Regions from separate parts of the Drosophila melanogaster genome. Here region 2 is linked to region 1. Evidence: chromatin contacts called from public targeted proximity ligation data. All regions are on one chromosome and are shown on one strand. The core of a region is the stretch at or near the end of the contact, and the rest is flanking DNA. Distances in the headings are between cores, read along the strand shown.

Region 1 (6,350 bases), core at 177-2,676:
TACTGCTACTACTGATAGTCCAGCACCCGCACCCGCACCCTTGCATCCTTATCGCAATGTCTCCTCCTCGACTCCTCCCCGCATGGGTGACCCGCACCCTGTGGCCAGGGCCTCCTCCTCTCCCTACTGGCTGGGTCGGATCTTGGTCTGCCCGGCGAGGCGCCGACTTAAAGTTTTCCGCCAGGTTATTTACCTCCTTATCTCGCCAGCATTGTTTTCGCCTCGTCACCCGCTCCTTGCTTCTGATTCGTCTGGTTTTATCAATGTTTCTGTTTGCAATATGTTTGTTCTCAGCTTTTTGTTATTGTTTCTTGATTACTGGTTCTCTTATCACGACGCGTGACGTCATAAGAGCCGGCATTTTGCTATTAGATAGGAATATCTTTACATTTTTTTATCGTTTTTTTTTGGAAACGTGCTTGCTTTTTAGTTTTTTAAAATTACCAGACTCTTTGGCATTTCCCTGGTGGGAAATAAACTTCATCATAAACTTCATCGAAAGGGGGGGTGTGTAGGGAGAATAGTAGGAGTGCCATAGATAGGCAAGGTCGTCTGCCAGGCTTTGTTATCGGTTTGGTTTAATGTAGATCAGTCTCTATTTATTGAGCGCAAAAAAAATGTTATATCTTTCATAAACCATCTTTACTAAACCGGAAAATATCTTAGATATAAAAGAGAAAAGTGGGATTTATATTAGGAACTTATATTTTTGATTTAGAAAAAGATTAGTTTGGAAGAGCTTGTATCTTTGAGAAATAATTAGAAATTGGGTATTTACAGGATTGGATCTGGGGGAATTTATATATATTTTTTTTTAGTAAGTTGGTTAAAGATCCTTTCTCTACTGTTTGGTAAGCATTCGAAACAGGAACTTATGTACATTCCGCTATAGTGGCCAGATTCCGAATGCTGTCGTCACCAAATCAAATCTGGCCAAAGCAGGCCAGATGATAAGGACCTATGGCATATACTCACCAAGTCGGAGAGCGAGAGTTGCCCCGATAAGGATAGTCGCGCGACCGACGCGTGATGCAACTTAATCAAATCGTGTTTTGGTATCGCCCACCCTGCCTCTCGCTCTATCTGTGCCAGCGTCCTGCTCGCTCCCGTGTGGCGTCCATGCGGCGGAGATGGCGCCTGTGGGGCTGGCAATCGTGGAATCGGAATCGGGCCCGGCTCAGATAGCCATATCTTGGCGGCGTCCAATCAGCGGAACCGGCGACAGCCAAACTACGCCAAAGTACCGAGTACACGGCGCAATGAGTTCGACGGTTGCGTCGCCGATAATAAGTACAATCGTTACTTTGCTGTTGTTGCGTTTTTGAAAAGGTGATATGAAATGTGCTCTGATAAGTTTTAATCAAGAATATTTTACTCGCATTGCTTTGGGTGGCTCCCGGCCGAGTAGCATTTGAAAAGTTGTAGTAGTAGGTCGGAGCTCGGATGCGGGTCTGGTCGGGTCCACTCCCAACCGAACCCATCCCGTGCCATCCCATCCTATCGATTGCATCCGGCACACCGGTGCGGATTCGTGGGTCGTGTCCCGGCGATTATCACCGTGATCTGTTGGGCGTGAAACCGAAGAAAACCCTTTGAGCGTGGAAAAATGTGAGGAAAGTTGCGCCGGCGCAAGGGAAATCCTTCAAACGTGTGTTTAACCACAAAAGCGACGTGAGTTTAACCAACATAATCGACGGTTGGGCGCCCGGAAAAGCCACCACCCGCCTCCTCATCGTTCCCCGAAAGAGTTGTGATCCGTCGGCGTGACCTGTGTGACACTTTCATTTGCCGGGTTAACGCCCCCTCAAAGTCCGGACAGTATCGAAACCGAAAATTTAACGCTTGCTTAGCGCCTGAGATCGCCAGATGCCCAGATGTCCGCGGCTCGGTCATCATCGATGAAAACCACATGGGCCGAACGAACGCCCCTCATAATGAGCGCAACGGATCCGAGCACTCGATTCTGGACCTAGCCACAATGGATTTTCAATCGCTGTCGGAATATGCATGGGAATCTGGCCATGGACAACTTGGTAAGTTTCACCAGACGATTTGTTGGCCTTCGGGGGAAGTTGCTCTCAATTGTCTTAACTAACATAAATAATACTAATGGAATGTTGCATATGTGCTAAATGAAGCTACATATGTACATAAATAAATGTCACATAATGTTTAGTCACAACTCTTGGGAAGACATAGTGTACGTATTATTATGAGTCATTGTATTCATTTTTTGCAAACAGTCATGATTTTAATGAGTTTTAGGCTTAAAATGGTTTCTAAGAATAAATATTTCAGTTCAAGTCGCAGTAAGATTATTAAATGTTGTGGAATGCATCCAAGCAAAAAGTGTCTAAGAAAATTTAAGGAATTGAAAAGGGACCGACAGGGAAAAGTAGGGAAAATTATGTCGATTACGAGAAACCAGCATGACGATCAACGAACCCAAAAAGCACAAAACTCCGGATCCCGTCCAGCCAAGGGGTGGGGCATTGCCTTACAGCTCCAGGCAGTGGCACCCAGCAAGTGCCCATATGCGTGCCCGAGTATATATTTTATATATATGTATGTGTATATATATATAAATATATAAGGAGGTTGAAACGACTGAAAAACAAAATGCGAGTCCAAACGATGGGTCCCGTTCCATGGTACCGCTGCCGATCCACTTGGCCCTGCGGTCGTTGAGTTGTGGCGACGACAACAACGAGGCCTTATCAACATCGACTTGTATGTATATGTATAATATATGTATGTGGGGAAAAAATGAAAAGAAAAAATTATTCAAGAAAAATAAGCATTTAAGAAAAGAATTTCAAAACAAATGAAATAAATGTAGTGGGGCCTTATACTATGTACCCATAAATTCATTGCTATACACACATGACTTCCTGCCATAGGTCAGCCATATTGAAAATTAATTATACAAAAAAAATATATATATATATATATATTGTATAACCACACACATATTATAGTCAAGCGAATTGTCGTAGTTAACCGACAATTGCCTTTTGTTGTTCAGCCAGTGATTTTCCAGGGAAACCCTGGATGCATCCCACACAGCCATCCGACTCCCCTGACACGTGCATCTCCATAGCGAAATGCATCCGCAAACAAGTGGGATTTACTTTTGGGTGCCGCGGAGGAAACCGCGACAATAAACACCGCAAAAACAAAAAAACCAAAACCAAAACCAAACCGAGGACAAACAACCAACAATGACGGACAGTCACATACATTAAACATTAACAGAACAAGTAAAGTAAAAATTGTAGTATAAAAGAATTTTTGTGAAATTCCGAAACGCAAACAAACTGTACGGCAAACAACAATCCACCAAAGACAAGATACAAGATACAAGACACTCGTGTTTGTCTTAATCGTTAATTGCTCTGGCCACGTCCCTATCCCAGTCCCGATTTCAGTTCGAGTTCCAGTTCCAGTCCTCTGTGGTTGGCACACACATCCACAGAGTGCGCCAAACTCTAGGAAAAACCGCACCTACTCCATATAAACATAGAGCCACAAGCACTGCGGATGAGCTGTATCCGCGCGTGTCTCTTAACTGGGTCTTCAATGAGTACCTGTTGCTAGTGGCTTGGTTACCTGTCTGTCCGTCCAACTTCGTAATATAATGTGTGTTTGACAGGATATGCCCAGTCCCAGTCTCAGTCCCAGTTCTATTACCATTTCCAGTCCCTATTCCGATCCCAAACACCCAGACACCGTGCCCCGTCATCGCTCCGACTTGCATTGTTCTCCGCTGCGGAACTTTAATTACCCAACCTTACTTTCACTGTCCGCATAAAAATTAATGAGTTTAGGACTTGTCCGTTTAGCGTCCGCGTCTTCCATTCATAAATTTTGTTTCGGGGCTGGGAAATTCCCGTGTCCTGATTCATTTGCCATTCCTTTTTATGAATGGATATGCTCTATTTTTGGGATTGCTTCGGATCGGTTTTTAATGGGGGAATTCCATTTATCTGATTGGTAGTTTTCCGTATACCGCATTTGTTTATGCTAATTGCAAGCTATCCTACGGCTGTATAACTTGGACCCCGATAAAGTTCTTTAGTGTTTCCAAGGGCCTAAAAAAGGTTCATATGGATTGAATTATCTGGAAATAGTCATGTAGTTTAATACATACACTATTATTACATTCTGAACACAATTTTTTAAAAAATATTTATTAAGACTTTTTTCATTAATTTATAATAGAAGATATTTCAATATAATGCTTTCAAATAGTCTCCGCATTAGAGGCCCACCAACAGCGATTGTCACTTAAGCGCACCATTAAAAAATCATCAGAGAAGCGATTCGAAATGTTTTTCAAGTGGACGCCCTAATTATAAAGCGCCAGCTCTAGGTACACACGTGGCTAACGACGAAAAGTAAAAACATATTTTCGAAAATTATATAACCCAACAATGGAAGGGACAATATTTTCCCTGACGTTGTCAGCGAAAACAAATTCATAATTCTGTTTATTTGCTTGGTCCGAGAGCGAAAGGATCTTGAAGGACATCGAAGGGATCGAGGGAACCAAGTGAGCACGAGATGCGGCAATAACAATAACAACCGCATCCCCTGGGTGTCCTGTCTGTTGTCCGCTGTCCCCTTCCCCTTGCCACGATCGATTTGTATCGTGTCGGCGCGTGTTGCCATTTTGTCCTGTTTACCGTGCCGCAGGCCACTAACTATCCGCTTACCTGGACGGGTCACCCGAAATGGGAATCCTACCTGAACGGGCAAATGGCAGCCGTCTGCGGCTTGGCCGGCCGATTAGCGCTGATCATTGCGGCTTAATCGTGGCTTCTTGACAGTTTCCAATACTAACTCTATTTAAATAGGTTCAATTGACGTTTTTTGTTTGTCCGGCTGTGGGAAAAAACTTCTCTCAAATGTGCAGAAAATATGTTCGGCCAGTCCAGGAAAGTCAGTCGGGGATTGTTCCAAGCAAAGCCGCTTGACCATATTACCTAATGATGTGTTTACTTATTTAATTCAACGTCACATGCGCCAGTGTTGATTCTACAAATTGGATAAGTATGCCATGTAAATTGTATTTGCATAAAATTGGAAAATTACTAAGATTGTTAACACTGACATGTGGGCAACAGAAAAATCTTTTTTTTCATATGTTTGTATACCAATGGACACTATCATTGAAAAAACAGTGTTTTTTTAGATATTACTAAAAACTAGTTTAATAATTCCTTAAAATGTTAATTTTAATCCTTGACTTTAAGAAATCTTTGAACTTAATTTGATCAAATGTGACAAAATCGTTAGTTTTCCCATTCTTGTATCTCCGCACAGCATCGGAAGATAACCCGAAACAATTGAGTCGCTTATTGTTGCATTAAAAGAGTGTTAAAGACATGTTCTCAATGGCCATTAAATGGGTTTGATAAGAGCACAACTTTGTGGCAGGCCGCAGGCCACTTGAATCGGATCTGGCCGGTTTATTGTAGGAGTTTTATTTGAATGCCTACCACATAACGATGCAGATAATTGGCGCTTAAGGAGTCAAACGACTTGTATCCAAAAGATAGGCGAACACTCAGCACTCAACAAAGAGCTCTTCATGAAATGGATCCGTGGCGTATTGGATTACCAGCGCAATATTTATGGCCGCGATGTACACGAAAATATTAAAAATGCATAAATACATCGGCACCGAGACTATGAACGATCATCGTACATCGTCCTGATATGTGAGACACTCGCCACGCTTGACACTTGTTTGAGGGGAGTGGAGCGGGGAACCTGCCCCGGGTAACCCATTTTCGGCCACCATAAATATGTCAAAATAGTTTGAAGCCAAACTTAGTGGCATTAAACCCTGGATTTCGTGAGTACGTGTGCGTTTCACTTTGGTCTCGTGGGATATACAAATAAGAATGTTCTGTTTGAATTGGACCTCAGTGGATTTACTAATGTCCCAATGTATCGTACAAAACTTATTAAACGACTTTTCGCCATAAACAATGGCTATTCGATAGGTAACCTCCCCCCCTCCGCCAACAAAAATCAGAGAGCTGTGCCACGGCCCATTGACAATCGGAGATCGAGTGTGAAAAAGGGCACCTCCTAGCCCGCAGACCCACAAGATTATCCTTTCCCAAGGACTTGTAATAAATCACATCATTAGCATAGCATCTCCTAGTGATTTATCGTTTCGGGAGATCGCTCTGGAGCAAGATCCTCATGTTTGTTGACACTGCACATGCTCCTCCGAATCCCCCACACACTCATCTGAATTGTCCGATCTGCGGATCTTTTCGAAGGGCGGGGCACTCAGCCCTGACTCACATTTAAATGCGTAGTTCTTCACCATAGTC
Region 2 (6,337 bases), core at 817-3,316, 260 kb after region 1:
AGTGGAGTGGTTTGAAACATTCCATCTCTCTTTCTCTCTTCCGCACTCCCTTTCTCTTTTGCTCAGCCCACGTAGTGGTGTACGTGCAATTGGAAAAGTGGTTTTCATACTAGTGGATGGCCCAAAACCACCACCACCACTAGCGCCGACAGCAGAGCAGCAGCACCACCACCACCATCAATCCAGCCAAAACCCAGCGCATTTCTCGTCCTGTTTGGTAGGCTTTATTATGCCAGAACTTGGGGGTTAATGGGAGGTACAGTGGGTGGCATAGCATTTCACCCAATTTCATTATATTTGCCAACGTTTTTAGCTTTTATACGTCACACGGTATATCTCACCACACCCAACACGAGAAGTATTCAGAGTGGGTGGCTTGGGTTGATTTTATAAGGGGGATGTCGGAGTATGGAGCGTAGGGTCGTACGATAGAGAAAAGCCGGCTCGACTTTACTGCGCAGGGTCGCCAACTCGACTCGATGAGAGGGGTTGGGATGAGGCGAAGGATATGGGAGGGCTGATGGCAGATGGGTGGTTGGACGGTTGGTATATGGATGTAGGTGGTTTTCGGCTGCCTGTGCTGCCAACCCATTATTATAAGGAATATAATATTATAATAATGTCAGGCATAAAGTGCCAGAAAGAGAGAGACGGAAAAGCAGAGAGGGTGTCTCGGGAAGAGTAGGAATCACCCAACCCTCCGTGGAGCTGATGGAGCTTACACACACACCAGCACAACGAAAACCCGTGTACATGTGCAAAATAAGGTTATTTTATAAACAGTCCACGGTGTTATAAGGGGGAACTGCCATCGGGGGAGAGTTGTATGTATGTGTGGGCGGCCGTATCGAAGCAGAGCCGGAATATACGAGTGCGGGAGTCCGGGAGTTGGCGTCATAGTCACGGATGGGCGCTCGTGGGCGGACATGGGTTAAAGCGGCAAGGCAGCCCTTAAAGAGTGTTAACCAAGGAATCGTTAAATAAAGGACACACAGATTAGGTTTCGCGATAAATCCAAAACTTCAAGATCAACTGAGATAGAATATGAAAAGTACCTATGTACACATGTTAGCATTGATCGGAATATACGATCAGATCACTATGGCCATAAAAAGTAGATTCTAAATTTTATATACTAAAAGTTGTTGATTTGTTTGCGATCAAGATCGACCTAAAAACTATCGACTAAAAACTCCTTTGCTACAAAATAAACTGCGCTTTCTTATAAAACTACTACTATATTCCTTAATGTATAACATAGCATACATATAACTCCCAAAAGCTGTAAACAATCCTCCAGGTTTTCTATAAAGTCTTTATCTTTCCGTGTACTTCGACAGTATCTTCGCATTTTGATTGCCTCATGCCGTAGGAAAATGCCAGCGGGCAACCTTGGTTCGATCCGTTAGCTTTGTGGCGCTGCGCTGGCGAGTCCAAATCCGAATCCGATTCAAACTACGTGAATTTGCGCGCGCTACGCTGCGGCCGTTGTCCGACATCCGACGAATACAATATCCAACATCCGTTATCCCACCACGCTAGCAACCTTCGCAAAAACGAGCGCGCCGTACTTACCACTTACCATACTACAACTGAAAGTGGGGGGTTTTTGGGTGGAATTCTTCGTCCCCTTTGAGATTTTTGCCATTCTAAGCGAAACGCACTAGAAAAACGGTCGCTGTAAGCCTCTGCCTGTTCGTCTTCTTCTTCCCTGCTCTACTCTTCTTTCTTTAGCACTTCGAGTGTTTTCGAAACGCAAAAAGAAACAAAAATATTTTCGACGAAAATCGGAACGCAACACTGCCAACTCAGTCGACGACGAGTCGTCGCTGTTGTTGTCGTTGTTGTTGCCGCCATCATTTATTTTTTCGTCGTTTCTTTTTTTTCCTGCTACGTACTACAAAATTAAACTCGAACGAACCAGCGAACGAACGAACGAACGTTCGCTTGGCTCCGTGCTTTTGGAACGGCAAAAGTTGCGATATTACGTCCCTCGCTATCAACAGCACAGCGATGGCAGCTCTTACCCTGTACAGTGCATATACACGAACAAGCGATTTTAATACATGAAATTTTACTGTGCAGTATACACACACACGCATACGAACACATGCCTACATACATATACAGCACACTGGTTCCATCATCATTATTTACCAGCATTCGCTTTGTTGTTTTGCCCTCGCTCGCTCTCTTCTTCTTCTCTTTGCCTTCCTTCTCTCTCGTGTCATCTCCCTTTACCCCTCTGCGTTGCAGCGGCCCATACTTTATTTTTAACTGTGCGACTGTACTTCGTGTGTCGGTCGTTCGGCTCGTTCGCTTGTACATGTTTTTACATATATACGAACGGAGCGTCTGTATGTATGCGGTGAGTCGAGTCAGCAACATTGGATGTAGCTGTGGATGTACATACATACATATGTAGGCATGGGATGTGGAGTGGAGTCTTTGTTGGTTGGGGCTGTATGTACTTACATACATATATACCCACAGTTTTTTTCATGGTATTTTTTGTTTTTGTAATTTTGTGTTTACCAAGCGGCTTGGTGAATGTACGTACGTACGCCTTGATAGCTGTTGTTGCCTCGTACACTGCGCGACGTGCAATTTGCGCAGTGTGCTGTCGCTCTGACAATTGTTAACGGCAATTGTTGTTGCTCGTTGCCTGTAGCCCTGGTTCCGATTCGGAGCGATTAGCGCACTTGACGCAATGCTCTGGCTCTTTGGCTCTGTTCGCTCTACTCGTTCTCTTGTCTTATCAGCTGGTCTGCGTGATAAGAGCCGTACGGCAAAAATTTTTGCATGCAGATCGATGATCATCGGCTATCTGCCCAGTGGAGAAGCAGCTATTGCGTTCGGGAGACCATCAGCTGGGGATTCCTATTTCGCCTTTTTATTCCAATGTTCAAAGACGCTTGATTTTTGAGATCTTTAGACACGATTCCAGTGTATTTGAACAAGTTAGTTATTTTACAAAAATCTTAAACGGATTCGCATAAAAATAAATTACTGGCGGATGTTATATAAAAGTTACTTTTTAAGGTTCATATTGTTATTAATATTCACATATAAAAATAACTTTATAAAGTTGGCTACAGAATCTGTGTGATCATGATTTTAATGTTCATGAAATTAGAGTTTAAAACAAATAAGTTGGTGTCAATATTCCTATCAAAGGAGGTTCCCAACAGCATACAGGTATTGCTCAGACTACTTCTTATTAGCAGGGCTATCAATCGACCAACAGGTTGATTTCCTGGCAATTTCATTCCCATTTCGAGTCGCCCCGCTACTTGGCAATGGTTCAATCACAGTCGAATTCGTCCTTAAAGTCTCGACAGTCGGAATGACATATTGATGGATCGCTTGGGATGGTCAGGTAGAAAGTGAGTGCAGCAATCCTAGAAAACCGAAATTGAGCCCGAACTCACTGGCGTGTCTAATGCGCTGCATCCTTTTCGGGGATTATGGTTCTCGACCTTAGGTAGAAATGCTCTCCCGACCCTTCGGCGGCTTACAATGGAATGGGATGATATGGGTTGGTTGGATGGTTGGTATTGGGATTTGTAAGGGTCTCGACTCACGTTTCACGAAAGCCTCACTCTGCCGTACACATCTCGCAAACAGCTGAGTTGCCTTTGCCGGAAAGGAGGCGAGGTTGGGAGGTATGGTTCATTGACCAAAAGTTACCATTCTTAACCCCCACTTCCCCCCACTTGGCCTCCTCTCGTATGGGTAATGTATGCTGTCAGCTGTTCCCCCATTTCGCAAAATCACAAACACCATACACATTCACGTACGCAAAGTGGGAAGAGCGAGAGATGCCTTGCAAATTTTCAATGTCACCAATTGCGATGCTAACTTCGCTGCCGGCGTCGCTGCTTATAAATCTTCGACATGAAGCGCAACAAAAAGCCGCAAAAAAAGAAGGCAGAAACAGCAAGCGGCGCGCATTGAAAATTGCTCTAATTCGCCAAAAACAGCTGATTTGGTCGACGACGCCGCCGTCGCGGTGGCTTCCTGTCTCCGTCGCGACCGCTGCCTCCGCCTCTGCTGCCAATCGACGTCCCCACATCGACACGGGGACTCGGACTCGCACTCGAAACTCGTATCGGAATCGGAATCGGAATCGGGGGTTTTGTGTCTGTCAGTCGTGCGGCGAACTCCGTGGTGCGGCAACATGAAATGGCCGACGCAAAATATGCGCACATCAAAAAAGTCTGCCTCATACAACGCAACCCACAAACTCCCCACCACCCCAAAAACCATAGCCCAACCATAGATAGCTCGAGCACAGCCTTGATTCATGTTTGGGTAAACAGTCTTACATCTATGGAGTGGACCAACCATTTTACAAATATTCATTGATACAGTTAAATTGTAGTCCAAAATATTTGTTAGAATAAAGTATTTTTATATATTTTCGTAAGCATAACTCTACTCTCTGGATCTTAGGTAAAAATATGAAAAGCTTTTACTGATTTTTTTTAAATTCTTCTGAACTTTTAGTTGTATAGTTGATATAAACTTTAACATTACAAATGCTATACCTCCGATTGTGCAAGTTCAACGTTAGTGGGAAAGCCGGGCTCGAAAATCTTTCCGTTCCCACATCGTCATGTGCCGCTATAAGCAAATAGCTCGCCCGCTCTGTTATTGTTGTGGGTGTTTGCATTCAAAGTTTTCACCATGAGGGAGGGAAAAATAACCAAGCCAGCATGGGAAACTCCGAGGGACTAGCCACCATATCGGCGTCATCTTGAGCTTCCCATCCACATCCAGATCCACATCCACCAACATATGAAACTAGGAGAGCTGTGCCCGCTGTGTAAGAAGAGTGGGAGAGCGGGTGGTGCGTCTTCGCCCATGTCTTCAATTCAATTCATTTTTATTATGATGAGCTGAAGACCGCTCGGCCGCTGCGTTTTCGTCTTCTTCTTATCCAACTTCGTTGAACCCCAGCTTGCTGGTAATTTTTTTTATTATGCCCCATCGTCGTTGTCTTCGGGCCGGAGCGCTCTTTTTTATGTTTCCAAAGTTTCTTCTTCCTCTATGGCTCGTACACCTAAATTGCTTTGGTGGAGATCGCGGCTTAAACCCAAACCCAGCTCGAAAGCCGAAACTCGACTTTTTTTTTTGCTTCTACTTGTTATTTTTTTCTCTTGACGTTGTTTTTTATGTGCGGCTCTCGGCTCGACTCGAACCGACTCGATTCGCAGCTATCGCACGTTGTGCCGTGCGCCCCAGCCGAAGAATTCAATGTGGGGCCCCAGACCAGAGCACCAGACCCAGACTCGCTCCGACCGTAGTGGATCGGGCCAGAGCCACAGTCGTAGCCAGACCCAAAGCCAAAGCCAAAGCCCACAGCCCAGAGTTAAAGCCGGAGTTTCAGAGCCCAGGCACTGGAGGTAGCAACAACGACAACGGCGACCGACTTAAATGCTTGGAAGTCGACTCTCGAACGGGCACAATGGGACGGAAAAGTAAAAAAAAGTATTTAGGGTCTTAATAGAAATGCAATATAATTTTAAAAAAGTTTAGTTTCAACCAAAAATTTGTTAGTTAAATAAACTTCAGTGTTCGCCTGAGCTAAGCTTAAAATACTCAGATCTATGGCAAATCATGTTTATTACTATTATATTTAGACCATACAGCTAAAGAAACTCTAAAATTGATAATTCCTTAACAGAGAAGATTCGATTTCATGCTAAAATGTAATTATTTTTTGTAGTTATTCATATTAAATTATTATATAGATAGCACTTTTGAGTCAGTTTTAGCCCACTGTCGCCTGGCTCTTAGCTCTTGGCTCTGCCTTTCGGCCAAACATTTCGTTTCGTGTTGCTTTGCTGTTGCTGCTGACGATGACTGGCTCCGGCTCTCAGGTTGGGTTGGTTTCTGTTCGCTGGCTGCTTGGTTGGCTCATAACCTGAAACTTGAATATTGTGGAATTTGAAGGTAGCGACGATGTTGTTTTTGTTACTGCAGCAGCAACAACTGCAGCGACGCTGCGTGCGAGCTTTAGACTCGGGCCGTCAATTTGGAGCCAGTCGAAGTCGGAGCCGGAGACGGAGACCCACCCACTCCCCTCGCTCCGCCAATCCCCTCCTGACTATTCAGTCAGTTTTCTGTTTTCAGTCCGCTGCCAGTGCCAGCTGAAACGAGTTGCTGGCGGAGCGTAAAATGCTGCTGTTGCTGCTGCTGTTGTTGTTGTTGCTATTGCTGCGCTAGTGTTGCTGGTGGGTAAAAAGCAACGAACGCTTGACGGGGACTGGCTTTTGTGTTGCTGCTGCGGTGCTTGGTTGCTGTTGCCGCTTGAAACTGCCTGAGTGATGTT

The links.
Region 2: a contact with region 1 is called in a targeted proximity ligation map of the Kc167 cell line, with 2.3 times the contacts expected there. A contact is called at or near these places in 11 of 107 Hi-C or Micro-C datasets (the D17-c3 cell line, the Kc167 cell line, the OSC cell line and 1 more) and 2 of 7 datasets of targeted methods (both in the Kc167 cell line).

Annotation. Positions count from the first base shown.
Region 1 is chr3R:15,984,755-15,991,104 of dm6, forward strand. It overlaps lncRNA:CR44133 (long non-coding RNA:CR44133), which reads left to right and starts at 1,427. Exons shown (of 2, transcript NR_074017.1): 1 at 1,427-2,033. srp (serpent) reads left to right here and starts at 1,398. Exons shown (of 8, transcript NM_001275690.1): 1 at 1,398-2,033.
Region 2 is chr3R:16,248,030-16,254,366 of dm6, forward strand. All of the region lies in intron 1 of tara (taranis), which reads left to right. Among named protein-coding and RNA genes, the nearest start is that of bor, 13 kb to the right of the region's middle.